Linked DNA regions of Bos taurus: region 2 is linked to region 1. Evidence: chromatin contacts called from public Hi-C data. All regions are on one chromosome and are shown on one strand. The core of a region is the stretch at or near the end of the contact, and the rest is flanking DNA. Distances in the headings are between cores, read along the strand shown.

Region 1 (4,095 bases), core at 1,126-3,625:
CCGCAGGTGGGCAGGACGGGCCCTTTCTGGAACTCTGCAGAGTGCGTCTCCTGGATGGGGGTGCCTGGCAGCTACCTCTGCACAGGAAACTCCGGATCCCTGGGGGATGAGGTGCCATAGGGAACCCAGACTTCATGGACAGCGAGATTCTGGGAGGGTGGAGTCAGGGTAGCATGTTGCTTGAAGCCTAGGCAGAGGCGTGAATGTCTCCTCCCTGAGAACTCTGTCTGAGTGGATGGGCTGGTTTTAGGGCACTGTTTTTCCAGGTGGTGTGAAGGGGTGGAGGTATGCACCAGCCTCCTTCCTGCAGCCAGAACCCAGATCCTGGCTGGCTCCCCAGCCCACCCCGCTTCCTCGATTTTAGCATCCCTTAGTCAATGGCACCCCACTCCAGTACTCTTGCCTGGAGAATCCCAGGGACGGCAGAGCCTGGTGGGCTGCTGTCTGTGGGGTCGCACAGAGTTGGACACGACTGAAGCAACTTAGCAGCAGCAGGTTACTTACTTAACCTCTCAGCCTCAGGTCCTCGTTTGCAAAATGAAAAAAATTACGGTGACTTCCCAGCAGGATTCTTTGCTCATTAAATGAGCTGGAGGCACATAAAGTGCTCAGCATAACGTTTAGTGCATGGTAACCACCAACTCCTCACCAGTAAATCACAGCCACTTCTTTGCAAGGATGACAGGCGGGGGAGGGGGTGGAGCTCCATTCTGTTCTCAAACCAGAGCCAGGCCCAGGCTGTCTGCAGGATCCCCCTCTCCCATCGTTCTCTAGGGTGATGTAGAAAATGAAAATATTGTCTTGTGTGAATTTGGAAGCCAAGTTAAATCATCTTGTGCGTGAACAAGGTCCACCTTCTCCCAAGAAAGCAACTTCCCTAACCCTGGAGGACTAGACGATGTGTCTAATGGCTCCCCTCACCCAGGGATGACCTCAATCCTGGGTCAGCCTCTCTGTTCTGGGGGAGAGGGTCCCACCAGCCTGAGGGACCCTGCCCCTGACCTTAATCAGTGAGATGTTCCAACTGGAGCCACAGTGACCCATAGTGGGAACAGGGAGCAGGCTGCCCAAGTTCACATCCAGAACTTTGCTCCCTGAGCCTCGCTTTCCTCACCTGTCAGGTGATGCCTGGCAGATTCGGGGACGAGCCAGTCAGGGAATATGTATAAAAGCCCCAGCAAGAGGCATCTGACACACAGCAGCACTGAAATCCCGCTCTCTCCCCCAGCATGGGGATGGAGCCAAGCTGATCCCCAGGCCAGCTGCTTGGAAACCCTGGGCAGAGAAGCTTGGGGCGTCCAGGAGCAGAGAGAACAGGGAAGAGAGGGAGGTGAGGAGCCCAGCTGACTTGCAAGAGAAAGCCTAGAACCTGGCCCAGTTCTGCCAGTTAAGCGCTCAGCCTCTGTCTCCTGACCTGATCTGTGGGCGTAACTGCCGCCACTGGACTGTTGTAAGGGTGAGTGGCGCTTCTGGCCCTGGGGGCTTAGGGCTCTTTGGAATGCCCCCATTTGTCCGCCCCTCTCTGGGTGACCGTGGAAAGATAATGGGGGTGAAGGGGACAGTGCACAGGGCTGTGACTCCCTGATAACCCAGGACGGAGGCCCCAAAGGACACACCATCGGTGGGGTGAAGGGCAAGAAGCCAGCGTTTCTGCTGCAAAGCTCCCAACAATAACGCCGTCTTCGGTTACCCTGTTTTGCCAGCTCTTACGTGTGATGTCTGCTTGCTATTGTTGTTTGGTCGCTCGGTCGTGTCCAGCTCTTTTGCAACTCCATGGACTATAGCCCACCAGGCTCCTCTGTCCATGGGATTTCCCAGACAAGAATACTGGAGTGGGTTGCCATTTCCTTCTCCAGGGGAATCTTCCCGACCCAGGGATCGAATCTGTGTCTCCTGCAGGTGAATTCTTTACCACTGAGTCACCAGCACTTAACTAAATGGTTCCGGAGTCACATGTGGGCATGGCGGGTGGGGCTGTCCTGAGCATCCCAGGCTGTCTTACCTCTCTGGTCCCTGCCCACTTCATGCCAGCAGCATGGGACGGACAGGGATACTGTCCTCTCTTGAAGCTCTCCCCCTGGTGCCCAAACAGTGAGTGCCCAGCACATAGGAGGCTCCCACTCAGGCAGCACTGGCAAACATTCCCAGAGGGTGCTGCCTCCCCACCTGAGAACCCCTGTTGCAGTCACACCTTCAGTATCCCTGAAGTGTACTGGTCTTCCTGGGCCTAAGCTTCCCATGATCAGAAATGGATGCCTAACCAAGGGCAGTCCATTCTGGTGGAACTCATTATCCGACACATTCACAGCTGTCCCCTCCAGGACCTTGGCCCCTAGGTTAGCATGTCATGAAGTCTAACAGCCAAGAGTGGAGCAGAGTGCAGAGGAACTGACCTGCAGAGGACAGTGGGCTGGTTGCCTCCCAGCCCTGAAGAGATAAGGTGTTAACACTGCCCGAGATTGTATTTACCTCTCTTTGTTTTGGCAACCACCCTAATGTTTGTTGGTTTGGGGTCAGCTAAAACCCAAGGCCTTTTCCCTTTGACCCTTTGGGTCAGTCTCTTCTAACCCAAAGTATAAGACATGAAAAATTTAAAAGACAGCCGTATCTTGTTAGTTTGGCCCCCCCCCCCTTTTTTTTTTAAAGCTAGATCTCAACTCAAAAAAAATTGATTATTTATTTATTTTGGCTCTGCTGGACCTTCTATCTCTGTGCGGCCTTGTCTCGAGTTCCGGTGAGCAAGGGCGACTCTCTAGATGCGGTGCACGGGCTTCTCCTTGCAGTAACTTCTCTCGTTGAGGAGCGTGAGCTCTAGAGCTCTTGGGCTTCAGTAGCTGGGGCACGTGGGCTCAGTAGTTGGGGGTCCCGGGCTCTCGATCACAGGCTCAGTAGTTGTGGTACAAGGGCTTCATTGATCCGTGACACGTGGGATCATCCCAGACCAGGGACTGAACCCGTGTCTCCTGCGTAGGTAGGCGGATTCTTCACCACTGAGCCAGCGGAGGAGCCCTGGGCCCATTTTTCCAGTCCAGATGGTGCCATTGCAGTGTCAGCTGTCTTCCCACCCCAGCCTTGTTTCCAGGTTCGCATCTTTTGTAGATTAAACTGGTCAGCCATCTATGTCTTTGCTGTGCTATGGATTAAAAGATTCAAGGGGCCTGGCCTTTGGCATGATGATGGAGACCTCGATCCAGACTGATAATCATCAGTACTTCTTGGGGTTGTTTATCTGCCTTTATGTGGACCCGGATTAATCCCAGTCCCTCCCTGCAATTTCTCTGTCTTCTCCACACGAATATCTTTGCACCCATCTGTTCAGCTGCCTGGCTGCTATCTGGATTGACTGCATTCCACCGAACTTCAAGGCTTTGCAGTCTCTTTGGAGTGGGAGATGCACTTAGCTGAGCATGACTTGCTCTGGTGAACCTGTGCTAGCAGCTTCCAGTGCCCACTGCTTCCTCTTTGAATCCGCCAAGTGCTCTGCTGTCTCCAGAGAGGAGTCAGCGAGAGTTCAGTTTGGAGTTTCTAGAGTCCACCCTTTCCTTTTGTGTGAGAAGGAGGTGGGGAGGCAACTTCTGACATCTCTCCTGTTCCTCCGAGACTCCACGGGGTTGACCAGGGGTGGGGTTCCAATGCTGTGATTTCCCGGTCAGTGTCGGCCATCTCGGGCTGTGTTTCCTGAGGACGGTGCTGCTCTCCTCACCCCCCACCCCCATAAGATGGGTATCTCAGATAGCAAAGACTGCAGCCAAAGGCGGCTGAGTGATCCTGCTTTTCCTTGCCATCTGTTTACACCCCGGGCCCTGGGACATTTCATTCTCCTGCTTAGAACATAGATGCCATGGCTTAGGAAACCTTTTGAGTTGACCTACAACCGGATGGACCAGTTGGCCTCTTTCCTATCTGAACGTCCTGGCGTAAAGCACCCAGCCAGCTCCGCGGCACCCTGTTTCTACTTTGCAGAGAAATGAGCAGGAAATAGCAGGGTGGGTGGGGAGGGGGTAGGCAAGGCAGTGAGCCGTGTGGTTTGACAGCCTGTCAGATGAGAGTGTCATCATGGAAAATTCTTGACAAAGTCTGCAGATCCACTTACAC
Region 2 (3,977 bases), core at 1,218-3,717, 95 kb before region 1:
TTCACAGGCAAAGGACATTCAGGCAGATGATAGTCACACAGCTAGTGAGAAATGAGCCTGGATACAAACCCCAGCAGTTCCATTTCTTCTTCCTAAAGCTGCTGGCAAGCTGCCTTTCCTTTGAGAAAACCAAACATAGAAACAGGCAAACCGCAGAGCAGGTATTACACACTCTCGGAGGGTTTCCTATGACAGTTTCTGATTCAGTGATCTGGAATGGAATCCAGACCATTCGCACTTCTAACAAACTTTCAGGCGATGCTGATGGTGCTGGTCCACAGGCCCCACTTTGAGAACCACTGGGACAGAGCATAAGCAGAGTCCTTCAGAAAGACAAAGGGGAATTTTAGGGTCAAAACTCTAGGAGTTAATCCAGGAGGCTTCCTAGAATCCTAGGGAGGTGATCCCAGCCAGCTCAGACCAGTTTGGACCCCCCCACGTTCTGCTTATACACACAAAGCCATGTGTGTCTGTTTCTGTTTGGGGAACTTGGTCCTGACTTTCCCAGGTCTGCATCCTCTGACTTTGCTTCTCCCTCAGGAATGAACCCCTCCCGGAATTACCCGCTGTGGTACCAGAACACAGTGTCTCTGTGGATCCTCTTTGGGATGGCGTGGCTGGCATTGATCATCAAACTGATCCTCTCCTTACTGGAGGCTCCACGAGAATCATACTCCTGCTATCCTCAGAGTTCCAAGGGGAACTTCAAGCCCCGAAGCTGGAGTCAGGGCCTGGATGAGGAGGCAGGACCCCACTCCCCACAGCCAAGCTGCTCTCCAGAGGGGCAGCACCCAGAACCTTCTACTCAAGTCTCATGCTGCGGAAAGGACAGCTAACTATATTCCAGCATTTGTTCCACTTTCTTCTTCAGCAAGAAGATTATTGATTTTAAGCTCAGCATAAGACCACCCAGACTAGAGTTTACAGTTTTTGGTCTTCCCTTGAAGCTAGGTGCAGCTATATGATTAAATTTTATCCAGTGGGATATACAGAGAAGTAATCTGTGTGACTTACAGATGTGACTTACAGTGTGTGGAGGGTACTCCTCTTTACCACTCCCTTCTAGCTGGCTGCAATGGTGGCTGGAGCTCTGGCAGCCATGTTGCACCATGAGTTGGAGGCCATGTTTGAGAATGGTGACACAATGAAATAGAAGGAGCCTGGACTCTTGACGTTTGCAGAGCCACCATAACAAACCTGGACTGGATTCCACCAGACTTCATTTATATAAGAGAGAAATAAAAATTAAGCTTATTTAAAACACTATGAATTGAGTTTTTCTGTCACTCATAACCAAATCTAATGCTAACTCCAGGTGACACGTGTACCCAGAGGCAAAGGCAGCTTCTGAGACTGGAGCATATTAGAGAAATCACTCCCTCCCCAGGTGGATTTGCCCCAGACAGGAGGAGGGAATGGACTGAGGGCTGCAGTGCAGGTCCCCACAGCCCCAGAGACCTTCCAGGTAAATTCATTACAGATTTGCTGATACCTCTCAGGGCTCCTATAGGCAGCAGGCAACTGGTCCCAGTTTGGCTCCTAATTCTTACTCAATCACTCACTATACCACAGAAAAGCCTAGAACAGGCCAGTGGGCTCCTCTTGACTCAGCCTGCCCCACTGCATTTGAAGGCTCCAACCACTGTTTGTAAAGCCAGGTAGAGTTTGCAGAGGTCATTTCTGTTTGCAAAGCACATCACCCTAAGCATTTCTATCTCTTACTCAGGGTTGCTATTAAGGCAGCACAGAGCTGTGTGGTCCCCACTACACCCAGGAACCCAAGCCCAGCCAGGAGCCCCTGGCAGTACCAACCAGCACCTACAGGTCACCTGGGGCAGCTGGGTCCTTGGTCTCAGCGGGCACCTGCAAGTCTGCTCCCCTCCACCATCCTATAGATAGCATCTCAAGGACCTGGGGTTGCTCCATGTAGCTCCTCCCTGTGGGCAAACCCCTTAGCCTCAGAGCCCTGGTGGAACTGGGTCAGGGGCAGTCTCTTGGCAGAGTAAGAAGGAAGGGTTGTTACACCATCCAGCTTGCCCCATCTGGCCTGGGCCAAAGTGGACCAAGGCCAGACTCAGGAGCAAACACCAGCGAGTAAACCTCAGGGTCCATGCCCACTTCTTAAGGCCCACGGGCTGGGCAGAGGAAAGTCGAAGTACAAAAGAGTTTGCTGCAGTTCTGGAAATAATATTACTTGTACTTAGCACACCCCAGAAGGAGGGCCTAGCAATTCAGAACTAGGAAAGAGGAACCCGGAGTGCTAGATTGGCCTCTGTGGTTCCAATTCTGTCTTGCCTTGAACCTCTTTCTTCACATGCCTCTCTAGACAATCCTATTTCCACTCAGCCCATCACCGCGTGCCTATCCCTGCTAAGAATGTCTGCCGCACAGGCAACTGACAACCTGTGATGTTGGGGGCGGGGCCGGAGAAAGCTTCTGATTGGCCAGTTCCCTACAGACGTCTGCCCCACAGCCAATAAGAAGAGACACTGGGACTCTCAGTACAAATCGGGAAGTGGGGACCGGTAGAGGAGAGAGAACACAGGTGAACAGCGAGGGTTGTAGAGTGGCGAGACAAATAATAAGAAACAGAAAGAGGTCGGGATCTGGGAAAGGGACGAGAACAGAAAAGCCGACCTCAGGACTGAAATCATAGAGCAAAATGGGCAGTGAGGTCTTTCCCACATAGTCAAGAGGGAGGGGAAGTGGAACCATGATACTGTGATAGTCGCAGCCAGAGAGCGATCCACAGTGTGCAGGCAAGGAACCAAGTCCTTCATTCACTCACACAACTTCGGCCACCAAATCCTGGAGGAGGAGGGGGAATGGGGCCCTCAAAACTGTATACTGTAGTGGTGCCTGGCTCGCCCTGGACCAGCTCCGTGATCCCCGACAAATCACTCGAAGCTTCTTTGCAGCAGTTTTCTCCTCCGTGAGACGGAGATAAGAGCAGAGCTGATCTCCCGGAATTAAATGAGTGACTGTGCAAAGTACCAGAAGAGTGTGCGTCAGCCCAGAGGAAGCGTAATGTGGACGTCAGCTGCTGGCAGTCCACAGCAGGCCCGGGGGCTGAGGCAGGAGGCGGACACTGCCGGCCGGCAGCCACGTGGCAGGCAGCAGCCTTTGCTGATCCCTCTGGGGCTGGGGCGGGGTTGAGGGTTGGGTTGCGGGGAGTGGGTGGCTGGCCAGGGGGACTGGGCTGAGCAAGTGGTGATGCAGGACTAAGCCCTGCCCTTGGAGGCTCCCAGGCTGATGCCGTGGTGCTGCTGGCCAGGAGGGGTCTGGACTCTCATGAGTCACAGGGGAACCTCCTAGCAGAGACCAGGAAGGGCAGACCGAGTAGGCAAATGCAAGCCTGGGGATCCTGATGCGGAGGGGCAGACAGAATCCTCACCCCAGGCAGCTGCTGTTTCCCCTTTCCCTCATGGATGGGCGGCCCAGTTCTGTGGCTCCAGCACAGCCCGGGCAAGATCAGACTCAATGTCAAACAGCCGTCACCTTTAAAACAGTGGCATCTTTTATGATCATCGCCGCCGTCATCATTATCATGTCTGACATTTATTGGGTGCTTACTACGCATCAGACACTGTTCTAAGCTCTTGGTCATTTTCTTCTCCCATCAACTCTGTGAGAAAGGAGCTATTTATTTAATGCTATTTTAAAATGAGGGAAATGAGATTCTTCATGGATGTTAAGATGGGAGGTAGCCACTGATCCCCGTCAGTGGGTCATCTTAATGATCGCTGCCAGTTCTCTGGAGGAGGCAGGAAGATTCCTTTTTTTTAAGTCCTGTGAGATCTTAACCAGCCACTCCTCTTTCTGTGCCTCAGTTTCCTCACCTCTAAAAGAAGAGGCTGGCTTCATGGAGTCTGAGTCTTACTACTTCTACAATCTCAGTCTGGACTGTTCTAATTAACCACGTCTCAGGGAGGGCAGTTCCTGGCCCCACTTGTCTCTTGGGGCTGTCTTAAGAGTTT

Evidence for each region. Hi-C and Micro-C count contacts between places; a contact is called where the count stands out from the background.
Region 2: a Hi-C map of liver shows a contact between it and region 1, with 1.8 times the contacts expected there. The contact joins two enhancer-like sites.

What each region holds. Positions count from the first base shown.
Region 1 is chr23:13,068,636-13,072,730 of ARS-UCD2.0, reverse strand. All of the region lies in intron 1 of KCNK5 (potassium two pore domain channel subfamily K member 5), which reads left to right. Among named protein-coding and RNA genes, the nearest start is that of MIR2377, 17 kb to the left of the region's middle. Within about 2 kb of position 2,375, at least 5 of the 102 cell types and tissues checked have an H3K27ac peak or open chromatin away from gene starts, as enhancers often do. A contact at or near this core is called in liver, where this site is marked.
Region 2 is chr23:13,163,836-13,167,812 of ARS-UCD2.0, reverse strand. KCNK17 (potassium two pore domain channel subfamily K member 17) reads left to right here. Exons shown (of 5, transcript NM_174558.2): 5 at 541-1,261. The coding sequence ends at 836. Among named protein-coding and RNA genes, the nearest start is that of KCNK17, 13 kb to the left of the region's middle. Within about 2 kb of position 2,467, at least 78 of the 102 cell types and tissues checked have an H3K27ac peak or open chromatin away from gene starts, as enhancers often do. A contact at or near this core is called in liver, where this site is marked.